Linked DNA regions of Mus musculus: region 1 is linked to region 2. The links are chromatin contacts, called in public promoter capture Hi-C maps. All regions are on one chromosome and are shown on one strand. The core of a region is the stretch at or near the end of the contact, and the rest is flanking DNA. Distances in the headings are between cores, read along the strand shown. Region 1 holds the start of Gpt (glutamic pyruvic transaminase, soluble). Region 2 holds the start of Eef1d (eukaryotic translation elongation factor 1 delta (guanine nucleotide exchange protein)).

What was found. Capture Hi-C pulls out chosen DNA fragments and counts their contacts.
Region 1: a promoter capture Hi-C map of liver shows a contact between it and region 2, with 2.7 times the contacts expected there. The contact joins the promoter of Gpt here to the promoter of Eef1d in region 2. A contact is called at or near these places in 2 of 39 promoter capture datasets (liver and pre-B cells), 1 of 484 Hi-C or Micro-C datasets (double positive thymocytes), 1 of 115 datasets of contacts at active chromatin or transcription factors (bone marrow-derived macrophages) and 2 of 9 other capture datasets (liver and macrophages).

What each region holds. Positions count from the first base shown.
Region 1 is chr15:76,694,932-76,700,840 of GRCm38.p6, reverse strand. It overlaps Gpt (glutamic pyruvic transaminase, soluble), which reads right to left and starts at 4,115. Exons shown (of 11, transcript NM_182805.3): 1 at 3,822-4,115; 2 at 3,593-3,682; 3 at 3,411-3,519; 4 at 3,166-3,299; 5 at 2,758-3,001; 6 at 2,459-2,538; 7 at 2,249-2,385; 8 at 1,952-2,126; 9 at 1,690-1,845; 10 at 1,493-1,605; 11 at 1,166-1,421. The coding sequence starts at 3,983. The coding sequence ends at 1,331.
Region 2 is chr15:75,906,391-75,912,664 of GRCm38.p6, reverse strand. Eef1d (eukaryotic translation elongation factor 1 delta (guanine nucleotide exchange protein)) reads left to right here and starts at 3,321. Exons shown (of 10, transcript NM_029663.2): 1 at 3,321-3,420. Tigd5 (tigger transposable element derived 5) reads right to left here and starts at 2,930. Exons shown (of 1, transcript NM_178646.4): 1 at 1-2,930. The coding sequence starts at 2,874. The coding sequence ends at 946.

The DNA of each region.
Region 1 (5,909 bases), core at 2,866-5,365, 790 kb before region 2:
CAGGAGTTTTGTGGGGAAGGGCAGGACCTAGTCAGCTATTGCCCGTGATACCCACTTCCTTTTCAGTATTCAGTGAGGGTAGTTAGTCCAGACCACGTGATTCTGGCTCTGCAGGGAAGGCTCATGCCCAGTCTCTCCCCCTTCTCAGAGTTGTGCCCTCCCAAGTCCACAATGAGACTGTTAAATGAGGCCTTGGGTTAACTGACTCAATTATAGTAGATAACTGGGTGGAACTTCTTTTGTGTTTGGACACAGTGTCCAAGTCCTAGCACCCTGGCACTGCCTTGCTTCCACGGAGGGGCTATCCTGCCACTTCCAGATAGTCTCAGGATCTAAGTGTTCACATCTATAAAATGGGTTCTACTTTTGGGGCATGATTGTAAACCCCTATAATTTTGCTCTTCAGGCTGAGGCAAGAGAAGAATGAGTTTAGGTTGCCCTGGATACCTTAGCTGTTTAAAGGGGTGGCAGGCAGGATATAGTTCAGTGGTCCTGAGTCCAATCCCCAGTACCACAAAACTTAGGGGATGGAGGACGGCTTTGCCTACCGCAGAGGAACACTGCAGACCAAACAAGTTGAACCCCAGCAGTGTCTACTGTGCACAGGGGCTCATCCTGAGCCTCCCAGTCCAGGATGTATCTTTCCATTAGCACACATCTGCCCCAAGGGTTCCTAAATGTGCTTTGCAAAAGGACCTCCCCTGCTCTGCTCTGCCGGAGGTGGGCACCGCCCAAGCCCTTGCTGTCAGTCCTAACTTGGCTGTAAGAGCTGAATACCTCCCTACTGTGGTTGGCACACACGGCTGTGTCCCGGAGCAAGGTTACTGTTTCTGACACAGCCTCTGAGGTCTCTTTCCCCTGCATTCCCTCAGACCTCACCCCCTCCCAAAGTGGTTCTGTTGCGGCCCTAAAAGGCAGATGCTCTGCCGTCACACCTTTTACTGGCATGTTAGTTGATTTTATGTAACCGATCATCACATGCCCCACACTTAAGACTGAAGACCTAGCCCACAGATGCACTGTCTCAAGCCAAATGTAGGAATGACGATCTGGAGGGTCCTCCCTTCCCTGGGAACCATCCTTAGCAACTCCTCTAGATGCCGTTTCCAGTGTCCCTTATGTGGAGTCTGTGTGTCTACACAAAGCCAGTCAGGTGAGTCAAAGCTGGGGTCACCCAGGCAGCCACCTCAAATCAGGCCTACACCCAGCTTTATTAGGGACCTGCAGGGACAAGTACCCAGACCCTATGCAAAATCAGAAATAGTGAGGGCTCCCAAGGACCCTCAGTTTGTTGAGTCAGAGAGCATCCAGTGTGGCCCTAGCAGTGGCTTCAGGAGTACTCATGAGTGAATTTAGCATGGAAGTGCCTCAGTTTCTCCAGCAGCACCCGCAGTTTCTCCATGGGGGGCAGAATGGTCATCCTGAAAAGGACAAATGGTCAGCGTGAAGTACAGGTCCATTAGTGGCAGGGTCAACCCATCCCGGGTCTCACCGGAAATGATAGGTGCCCTCCTGCTGCCCAAAGCCACTCCCAGGCACAACGCAGATGCCAGTCTCTTCCAGGAGGCACAGACAGAAGAACATGTCAGGGGCCAGGCCCAGGTCCTGGGGGTCAGGAGGGTGGTCAGCTCACAGCCTGGCGCCAGGCCCACACCCTGCTCGGCCCCCATGTAGCCCTGCATGCCCCACCTGCGCACGCTGCACTGCTTTCAAAGGCAGCTGAATTTGAGGGAAGGAATACATAGCGCCCTGCACCGGGTTGCAGCGGATCCCGGGGGCCTCGTTGAAGACCTGCTCCGTGAGTTTAGCCTTGGCTGCCAGTTCAGCCAGCACCTCCTGCCTCTCCTGCAGTCACAGGAGGGAATCATGGAAGAGGGTTTCAACGTGTCCCTCTATAGTCCCACCCAAAGCCGGATCACCAGGTATCTTTGGCCTGGTCTGGTCTGCTCACTGCTTGAAACTGCTTGAAGGACGGCTCCGAGGGGGTTGGCGGACTGACCACCATGCCCATCAAAGCCTGGCCCGGCACTGGTGGACACAACCGCACGCTCATCAGTTTCGCCATCTGTTTCTGCACCTCGGCATCCATGTTTACCACTTCCACATAGCCACCACGAAACCCGCACCTGCCCAGGAGAGCATGAGTTGAGGCTGGTCTGGGAAGAGGGTGCGCCACCGTGGCAGTGACTGAGAGTCCTCTAGCCCTCCCCGCTTCACCACCACCACCACCACCTGAGCCTGTACGCACTCGCCCATGTAGCCCTTAGAGACTGAGTGGAAAGACGCGAGCTCCTGCTGCGTGGCATATGGTGGCCCCATCTCCGTGAGCACCTTCTTGAATGAATGGAACTGAGAGCCCTCAGCATATACATTGTCTTGGTATACCTGTAGGGGTGGCAGTGTCATTCAGGCTGGGGGCTGAGCTGCTGCTCACCACTCTGTGTGCCCCTGTGTGTACCTCATCAGCCATCAGGAAGAGTCCCTCTTCGAAAGCAAAGCGGATTACGGCCTCGATGCATTCACGGGTCTGCACCTGCCCTGGAGTGTGAAGATGCATCACTGACTGGAAAGTCAGCCGCCCGCGGGCAACAGAGAACCAAGCCCAAGAGTGCTCAGCCCAGGCGCTTGGGGTTGGAGAGCAAGGGCAGGTTCTGGAGGAAGAGGCGGGGCTGGAAGGAGGAGCCCAGTGAGGCGGAGCTAGCGGGGGGGGGGGGGTAAAAAGAGTGAAACTGCAGGGGGCGGAGCTGATAGGTTTACCCGTGGGGTTGCCGGGGTTGATGACGCATAGTACTCGAGGGCAGCAGCGGTCACGTGCCTGGCACAGAGCGCGCCGCAGCTCAGCGATGTCAAGAGCCCAGGCGCGCTCTTCGTCCAGGTAGTAGTCCACTTGCACGGCGTCCAGCTCAGCCAGCGCAGCTGAGTACAGTGGGTACTGAGGAATGGGAATGAGTACACCGGTTCGCGCACGGCCCTCGCCGGCTACCAGCAGCTTGAGCATGGTCTGTAGGCCGGATAGGGAGCCCAGCGTTAGTGCAACCAGAGTTGTACACCCCACCCCGCCCCCACCACCGCCCTGTGCTGACGCTGCTGCACCAGACTCAGCCCCATCTAGCCTCACACATAGGGCTACTCCGATTTGACCTGCCCTGCCCTGGGCTACCCTACCACGATGGCATCGCTGGCCCCTGTGGACAGAAATATGTTGTTCGGGTCTGCAGGGATGCCTCCGTCTCTCCTCTCAATATATTGCGCCACATCCTCCCGAATCGGCTGGATTCCAGAGCTAATGCTATAGGCACCTGAAAGGGGACAAGCTAAATGAGGTGGGCCAAGTCCTGTAATCTTCCCAAGGGACTCGTCCCTCTCTGCCTCTCCTTAAGGCTTGGGCTCCACCTAGAGCTCGCACTCACCCAGGCTGTGGCCCCCGCATGCCTGCAAGATGCGTTCTGCCCTTCTCTTGGCATCCTCTGGGAAGTCCGGACTGCTCAGAAGATTGGGGTAGACACAGAGGGCCAGGACCTGGAAGAACCAAGTACTGAGTCCAGAGCAGCTGGGGAAGGAGGAGTAACCACAGGTAGTACAGCAGCCTAACCTGGCGGAAGAAGGTGATGGGTCTCTGCCCCATGGCTTGTGCATCCCCAATATTGGCACGGATAACCTCAGTAAAAGGCTTCTTCACACCCTGGGAAAGAAAGGAAGCGGGCAGGGAGATTGAACACCACCACCCTACTCTACTGCCTTTGTCCCACATTCCACTGTGCTGGGGACGAGCTCAGCAGCCCAAGTTTAGCAGAAGGGCAGTAAGTGGCCCAAGGCAATACCTGGCGCAGCTCCTGCTCCAGCTCCAAGGCACGTTGCACGATGGGGCCTCGGACTGCATACTCCACCCTCCGCACACATGGGTTCATGGTATCCAGAGTTAGCACCTTCCCCTTCAGTCCATTCCTTGAAGCCTGGATCCGGTCATTCCTTTGTGAGGCCATGGCTGCTCAAAGCAGGCAAGAATGCTGGCTCAAGAAGAAGGGTCCAGTTGGGGAGCAGGGCTGGGAATGGGGAGTCTGCGTGAGGTAAGGCACCACCCTCTCCACGGCAGCCTTCTGGCCCTACTGAAAGGGGCAGAAAAGGCTGAAGGAACTGGAGCACCCTGGGCCCCGCCCCATCAGGCTGGGCACAGATCTGCCCCAGGGTGCCAGAGGGAGTTGGTAAGGCAGCAGGCGGGGCTTGGGGCGAGGCCCAGTGCCGCCTAGTGTCCCCACGAGGGAGCAAGAGACCCACTTGGGGAGTAGGGACAGACGGATGGTTCAATACTTGACACACTGGAAACTGGGAGAAGAGAGCACTGAGCATCTCAGCCTATTAAGAACAGAACCAGGGACTACTGGAGATTTACCCTAGCAAGGCCCAGCTGAAGCCTAGGCCTCAGACCTGATACACACTCCATCTTTACTTTAAGCAAGTGGACTTGTCTCCTAGGTAACTAAGCCAGGCCTTGGGAATCTGGGGAGCACTGGGGGAAGGGAGAAAGATGTGTAGTCTCTGGGTTCCATGGGGACTGACAGAGTGCTATGCTTGGACCTTGGTCTCTGATGAGCCACTGCAAGGGTTTAGGGGGAGGGGAAGAGACTGGAGACGGGACAGCTAGTTCTGGACACACCTCACCCTGGACTGCCCTCATGCCCTTTCAATACACATCAGCTTGAGGGTGCCCTTAGGTCGACAACCCAGGCCAAGGGTAACTAAGTCCCCTTCCCTGCTGCTCCTGATTGGTAGAGAGAACAGGAAGTGAGCTCTGATAGGCCCACAGTACCCCACTCCCACTGGCCTTCTAGAAAGCTTATAGACTTGCTCAACACCTGGTCATCTAAGCCCTTGGACCCATCATGGCTCAGGCTAAGGGCTGGGGAGAATGACTTCTAAGCTGGGCAGCAGGCAGCTAGGAAGGCATGAGGTGAGCCTTAATCCCTCTGTCCCTGGAGGCCCTGGAGTGGGGACACACTCACCTCTGATCTCTTGGCTCTGATGCCACAGTAGCCTCCCAGCTCAGTGGCCTTTCTCTGGCCCTCAGGACACACCACAGATTAATATAGGCTTGGCCCTGGCAGAACCTGCCACTGCCTGCCTCTTACTAGCAGGGCCCAAGTAGGAGTGGTAGCAGGTGGACTTCAGGCAGCGGCGGCACAGCCCTACTCTAAATTTAACCAGCAGTCATCACCAACCCTCCCCCAAGCCCTTCCAAGGACACTAACCCTCCAACCACAGGTGCTAGAGGAAGGACAGGCCCTGAGGATGGACACCAGGCTGACCAGGTCAGTGCCCATGTGACCTCGTAGAGATGGCCATGCAAATACAAATGCAACGGTCATGATCTAGAATTGCCTTCTTCCCTCTAGCTTGAGGCCCCTAAAGGGCCCCTCTCATTCTGATACACTGTCCCTAGCCAGCACAGCCCAAGTGGCCAACTGCTTGTCACCTATACCAGCACAGGCGGAAGCTGGCAGACATGCCCCAGGATCAGGGCTTCATGCCAGAAACTGAGACCATGACCCTGGGAAGCACCTAACTAATGCCAGTCTTCTGCCTGTTTCACGCTGCTGGCTCTGGCCCAGTCCTGTGGAAAACACTGTCTCCCTTCCAGCCAGCGTTCCTGTCCCTCTGCATGGCCACCCACTCCATCACCCATGAAGAGTTTTTTCCAAAGTGTCCTACTGCTTTCAGGAAAGCAAAGGGTTACAGAAGAGCCTCCAAGAAGCTGAACCAACTAGGAGAGGTGGAAGTTAAGGCTGGGCTTCTTGCCTATGGCCTTGAGCCTTTCTCCCACAAAGGCTGGGGCTGCTACCTGCAAGCCCGAGCATGCACCTATCTACAGGTTTGGGTGCTCCTGGGCATGGGTGGCTCCTAACCAGTGAGAC
Region 2 (6,274 bases), core at 2,072-4,571:
GCAGATACAAAATGTGGACATTCCTTTGAGCCTTTTCTCCTTCAACCTGGGCTATCCAGCCATAGTTCCTGGAGAAGGCTGGTGCAGGAAGAGCCCATGGGGCTAGAGGTTGACTCTAAGGCACTGCAGAGTTCCCAGATGGTTGCAAAGGCTAGGGCATGTTTCCAGGTAGATCAGACTGCCCTGGAGCTAAACAAAGTGCTTTGTGGTTTGTCCTGCCCATTGATCCAAACACTTGCTAACCTCATGAATAGAAGACCTATCCAGAATGGAGTACTTAAAGGGGGCTGGGGAGTGGGAGGGACTAAAAATCCAAGTAGAACAGAATTTGCTATACTCTCTGCTGCATCCAAAACCTCACCAGGCACCGGGCTCACCAGGGACTGGATGGAGCCTAGCCTGGGCTTTGATCCAGCACCATAAGGACCTGAGTTATCAGAGCAAGGGCAAGAGAGCCCCAGAGACCACCTCACCCTGTCAGTCAGCACTCATGGGTTCCCCAGGAAGAGCATCTTTCCAAACAGGTTTAATGTTTTTAAAACAAAACCAAGAACCAAATGCTTCCCCACTGAGATGAGACCAGGTAGCACCAGGGAAGCAGATGAAACAGCAGCAGCCTCAGGCAGTGCACTCGGAGGCAGGTAGGTGTGTGTGTGTGTGTGTGAGCCCCATAGGGGCCAGAGTGGAAGTACAGTCAACTGTTCTCCAGTAGGGGCTGTGCTTATGTGCCCACATGTGCCTACCCAGGGAAGAACATAGCCACTTCCCCAGACCCTGTGGATTGGGGCAGTACATCCTTTACTTATAGAACTCCTCCAAACTGGGCTGGGCTTGCATCCCCGGACCCATACAGTGGACTACCGGGGAGAAAAGGTGGAAGATGGCAGACTGTATGTGCCCCCTCTCTCCCAGTGAGGCAGGAAAAAGACCACTGGGCCAAGGTAGTCACACACCATCATCAGAAGTTACAGCTGAGGGCCCAATACCCCCAAGCCTCCGTGCCATGGTAATGAGAGAACGTAGCTGCACAAGCCTCAGCGGCCCCACTTCTCTGGGATCCTGGCTCTCTAGCCACCTCAGAGCTGTCTCTAGTCCCCAGACAGCTTCCCCAGCAGTAGGTACCAACACTCCTCCTTGTTCGGTGGCCTCCTCCTCCTCCTCTCCAGCCCCGATGCTAGAGGGCAGGCTAGCTGGGGATGGAGGAGCAGCGGGGGCCACCTCTTCTCTGCAGCCTTCCGGAAGGCCTCCATCATCATCCAGGTGTAGCCACTGGGCCACCTCTTCAGGTGCCAGGCGCTTGTAAGCCAGAGCTGCCAGATGTGTGAGGTCACTGAGCACCCTGCTGTGTTCGGCAGTCTCCTCTACCTGGTGAGCTGGCTGCTGCCCAGGCTCAAAGGCTGCTCGCAGACCCAGCAGCCAGCAGCGCTCTATGCTGCCTGCCTGGACCAAGTCCCAAGAGAGGCCAGCCAGGTACAGCATGTCCTTGAGAACGAAGCTTCTCATGAAGTCCAGAGGGGAGCCACTGGCACAAGACACAGCAAGCCGCAGGAGCTCGCGTTTGTACAAATGCTTGAAGGCTGCCACCACGCCGTGCTCCAACGGTGCAGGGATGTGTGCTCGGCTGGTGCCCTTGGATAAGAAGAGCACTCGAACTGCACCATCAGGTGTTTGAAGTTCCTCTGGGGACCCAAGGAGCTCAGGCTGGCACTGCCTGGGAGTCTCCTCGCTCTCCTCCAGGGGAGGCATGCTAGTGGCCCAACTCGGACAGGGTGGATGGGCCACCAGCAGCACAGCCTTCTGTTGCAGGCAGCTTCGGCGCAGGTAGCGCTTGACGCCAGGGACAAATTCCTCGAAGAACCAGCCCCGAAGAAGCGGGCGACTGAGCCAGGCATCCGGACTGTAGCGGTAGGAGGCCGGGAACTTGTCCTGGTTGTGGTGACGCAGGCTGGGTGGGTCCGGTAGCTGCCCGATGACTAGTGGTTTCAGCTTGTGGCTGCCCGTCAGGTTGGCGGCCAGCAGTACTGTCACTCGGTCACTGCGCCAGCGTCGGCTGCACCCACCAGGCTCTTTGGAGTCCCCAGTGCCCGGAGTTGAGGCCTGCTCCGGAAGTAACCTCCAATAGAGACCAGTAACGTTAGCATTGTAGATCTGCTCGTCGCCATAGCCGCCCTCGGAGTGGGGTAGAGTGGCTGGCGCGCCGTCAGGTACGAGAACTGCGCCTGGTGACTGCGCCGGCTCCTCTTTGACAGGCGCGGGGCCTGCGACCGGGGACTCAGCCTCACCATAGATGCGCTGGCTAGAGATGCCATGGCGCTTCTGCCAGCGCCAGAACCAGCCGTGGCTAGCCTTGAAGGTACACTCGGGGCCGTAGATCTGGCGAGCAAAGGCCTCAGCCTGCGCTTGGATAACTGGCCCGGATAGCGGCACACCGTGCTGGCGCAAGGTGAGGAACCACGAGTAGACGGCGCGGTCGATCTCCTCCTCGTTGGCCAGACGCATCTTCTTGCGCTGCGTGCCCACTTCTCCACCCAGCTGGTCCAAAAACCAGCGCAGCTTGGGCTCGTCCTTGAGCCAGCCGCGCAGAGTGCCGCCTGGCACGCCGAAGTCGCGGCACACGCTGGCCTGCCGCTCACCGCCCTTGACGCGCTCGATGGCTTGCAGCTTGTCTTTGATTGAGTAGGCCTTGCGGAAAGTCATCTTCACGGCCACCCGGGGCCGCGGCCCGGGCGCTGGGGGCGGCGGCGGGCGCGCCGTGGAACCCGGGCCGGGCGCCGGCGATCGCGGCGGCTCAGCAAGGCACCGTGGCTGGGGAAGACGAGCGCGATGCGGGACCGGGTGCAGGGCTGGGCCGGCCGGAGGGCTCGCGGGGTACATGGCGTCGGCGCCAGGGACCACCCGGGAAAGCGAGCCTGACACCCCGCGCGGGCCGCTCGGGGCGGGGCTCGGGGGCGGGGCTGCCCGGGTCCCTCCCTTTTGTCTCGCCAGCCTTGCCTGCCCCGGCCCGCAAGGCCCGCCCACTTCGCCTCGTGGCGCCTGCGCACAGTCTGGCCTTGGGCGCGTCACTAGCGCGTGCGCACATCAGCTTCATTACGTCCCGCCCTCGTCGGACGGATCCACTCTTCGAGCTGAGGAGGGGTTCGGCGTGTTGGGAGATCCGGTTCTCCGCTCCTAGCGACAACTCTTGAGGTGAAGCGCGGCTCTCAAGGTAGCTCTTCCTTTGCTTCTACCATGGTGGTTCCTGCATGCATCGTGATGCACGCTCTGAGGGCAAGACAGCGCGTGCCCAGGGTTGGACCCCCCGCCGTGCCTTTCGTGGTCTATGCCGCTGCGTTTTCCGGGAGCTGCGCGGGCGCCCTCCCTCTCCTTTGCAGTCCTGAGCTCGCAGTTCCAGGTTTTGGTTGCTGCGTCCTTGGCTGGCGTGTGAGTACCGGGGGCCCCGCCTCAAGGAGCGCACGTGCGGCGGAGGCCTGGAGTGCCCGGGCCCCGCGCCGTTAGGGTTGCCTCCCGTGGGACAGTGCGGGCTGCGGGCGGGCGTCTGGGCCTGTGTGGAGGCGGGCCGCTGGCCACATGGTTGCCAGATTCCGGAGCGCTGCTTCAGGCTGGCTGCGCGGTGGCTCCGCACATCCCAGCACGGCACGGCCTTGAGTGACACGGTTGCCTGCGGTCGGGCTGGCTCCGGAATTTTGGGGGCCCAGCTCTTGCTAACGCCCTAGGTCTTTGCGGTTAAGCACCAAGGGCGTACCTAACTCTAGGCATAGAGGGAGGTTGCTTCGGGTGCTGACTGGTGGAACTCGTACGGTCCACGAACACAGGGTAGAAAAAAGGGCGTGGTGGTGTCGATTTGCTCAAAAGTAACAGGACTAGCTCTACTTACTGATTTGAATAAGGTGATCTGGGCAGCTTTCTTTGGAAAGGGGCGTTGAAGGGTACGGTCGCCCCTTTTCTAATACATGAGCACTCTCTCCGGGCATCATGGTTTTCTAGAGTGAACGGCTACCCTGCAGCAAAAAGAACTTGGTGAAGCTATAATGTTGGGATGCTACTCCCAAGGATGCTTCTGAATTGGCCCTGTCACTCGGGGATGGATAACTGGGTCTTATCTCAGGCGGATTCTCATGGATGAAGCAAAGGATGGATGTGACAGGACTACCGAGTGCCCCCTAAGCCAATCCCGTGGGGCAACAGAGTCAAGAGGAAGAAGTCAAAGGGACAAGGAGTCCCCTTCCCAGGCTCTGTGATGGCCAGTACATCATGAACCTTCTCTCGGACTGTGGGAGGAGAACTCAGCAAACAGTTGGAGAGTTGGCAGAGGGAGCCATTTAGACTTGGTTGCCTGGGATTTGCTCTGCATGGCTTTCTGCCCTCTCAGGAGAAGGCTGCTGCAGGGTCGTCCTCCGGGCTTATCTTTTGGATAGGTGAGGCTCCGTGGCATAGTACAGATGAGGCAAAAGTGCTTGAGAGGGCTTGATAGCAAGAGTGACACTTGGGGGATGCAGGTAGGAGATGCTGGCATTAAACATTTCTTCTGAGCCAGGGGTCTAAGATGCTGTGTGCCTATTGAATGTTGGAGTCATTGAAACATGTGAAATCCGGGTGCTGGAACGTGCTTTGGTCTCCAGTTCCACACATCACTTGACTCAGCAGACTTGGGTGGTTCTACCAATCAGAGTTTTCATTCTCCTTCCTGTGTCTAAGATGACACACAACCAATGCCCCCAAGGTATGGTCCAGATATTATCAGGTGTAAAGGAAGAGCTGAGAAAGCAAGTCGTCTAGCAGAGTCCCAAGACCTGTGTGTCAGGTCAAGGTACCGTCTGCTGGAACAGAAATAGAGCCAACAAACAATAGCATTTGGGGGTAAGGAGATTGGGGCTGGGTGGGTTTAGACTGGAGTGACAGCATTAGCCTCTGGGTCTCAAAGTGGGCAGACAGCTCAGGCCAGTGTTTCTGAGTAGGACTGGGATATCCCAGAGGCAGAGAAGCAGGGTGGGAGCTTGGAGATGAGAATCTACTAACCCATGGGAAAAAAAGACCAAGACACCACTCCTGTGCCAACATAAGCTGCAGTGGGAGAGTCACACTGCGTGGCTGTTGTGACTGAAAAGCTCGTGAGTCCTCACATTCCAAGTGCTACCAGCTGCCCCCTTTGAATACCAGACACAGAAAAAGCCCCCATGGGCAGCATCTGTTCACAGACTCAGGCCAGGTGAGCCCAGAGGATGTGGCTATAAGCGTGAAGGGATACAAGTTGAACTTTTCTGACAGACCTGTTCCCTACCCACCTTGCACATTTCTAATCCTGTGGAGGACAGACAGTACTGGGAGCTCATCACTGTCAAGACTGAGGGGGTGACATGCTACCTCCGAATGTCCAGAGGACAGAAAGGTATGGGCTTAGGGCTCAGAAAGCCAGCTTTTCTGTGGACTTTTATTCCCAGCATGTGGAACCCTCAAGGTGTTTGCTACTGAGATGGGGCACAGCTGTGACATAGCCTTTCTCATCTTCCTCAGGGTCCAGTTCCCAAGCCAGAAGTACCCTTGGCAGAGGCTGCTGCCTGGCCCAGATTGGTAGGAGTTATGAGAGCCCGGAACACATGTGCGCTTCTTTACAGAGAAGTGGTAGCTCAGCCCTGAGAGGCTGCAGCTAGCTAGTACAAGCTTCTTGTGAGTGGAGGAAGCTAGGTCTGGGTGCTGGGCTACATAGCCATGCCTGGCTCTGTTGTTATCTCAGGACCTAAGACCCATCAGGCCTTGTCTGACACTTGAGCTGTCTGCATGCAGTGCCCCCAGAGCTCAGGCATGAACTTGATAGCTGACCAGGTCCTTAGGTCCTATATCCTATAGCCTATGACTGGGAGCAGGGCAGAGCCTGCTTGTCTGGAAGCTTGCTTTCTCTGGTACTTCAGTCTCTTCAGCATGTTCCTGCTATTGCCTAGATTAAAGCCTCAGGAAGAAGGCGGCCAACCCTGTGTAGGGATGTGGGGACAGACAAGCTTGCCCTGTGCGGGTTTGAGACACTCACTGCTACTTGTTTCCAGGCTGGTTTTTCCTGGACAGCTTGCGGGCGCGTGTGTGCGTGTGTGTGTGTGTGTGTGTGTGTGTCCTCCAGGGAAGCAATGGAGTTCAGGTATGCCAAAGTCTGGGTGCAAACTGGCTAAGTTCTCAGCCTGTTGTGCACCTGTGGGGAAGCAGGCTGGGGAAGGGAGACTTTGTCTCCCTTGGGAGCCTTTGCTGCTTGTACTTACTACAACCAATGTCTTAGGACGGCACCCCT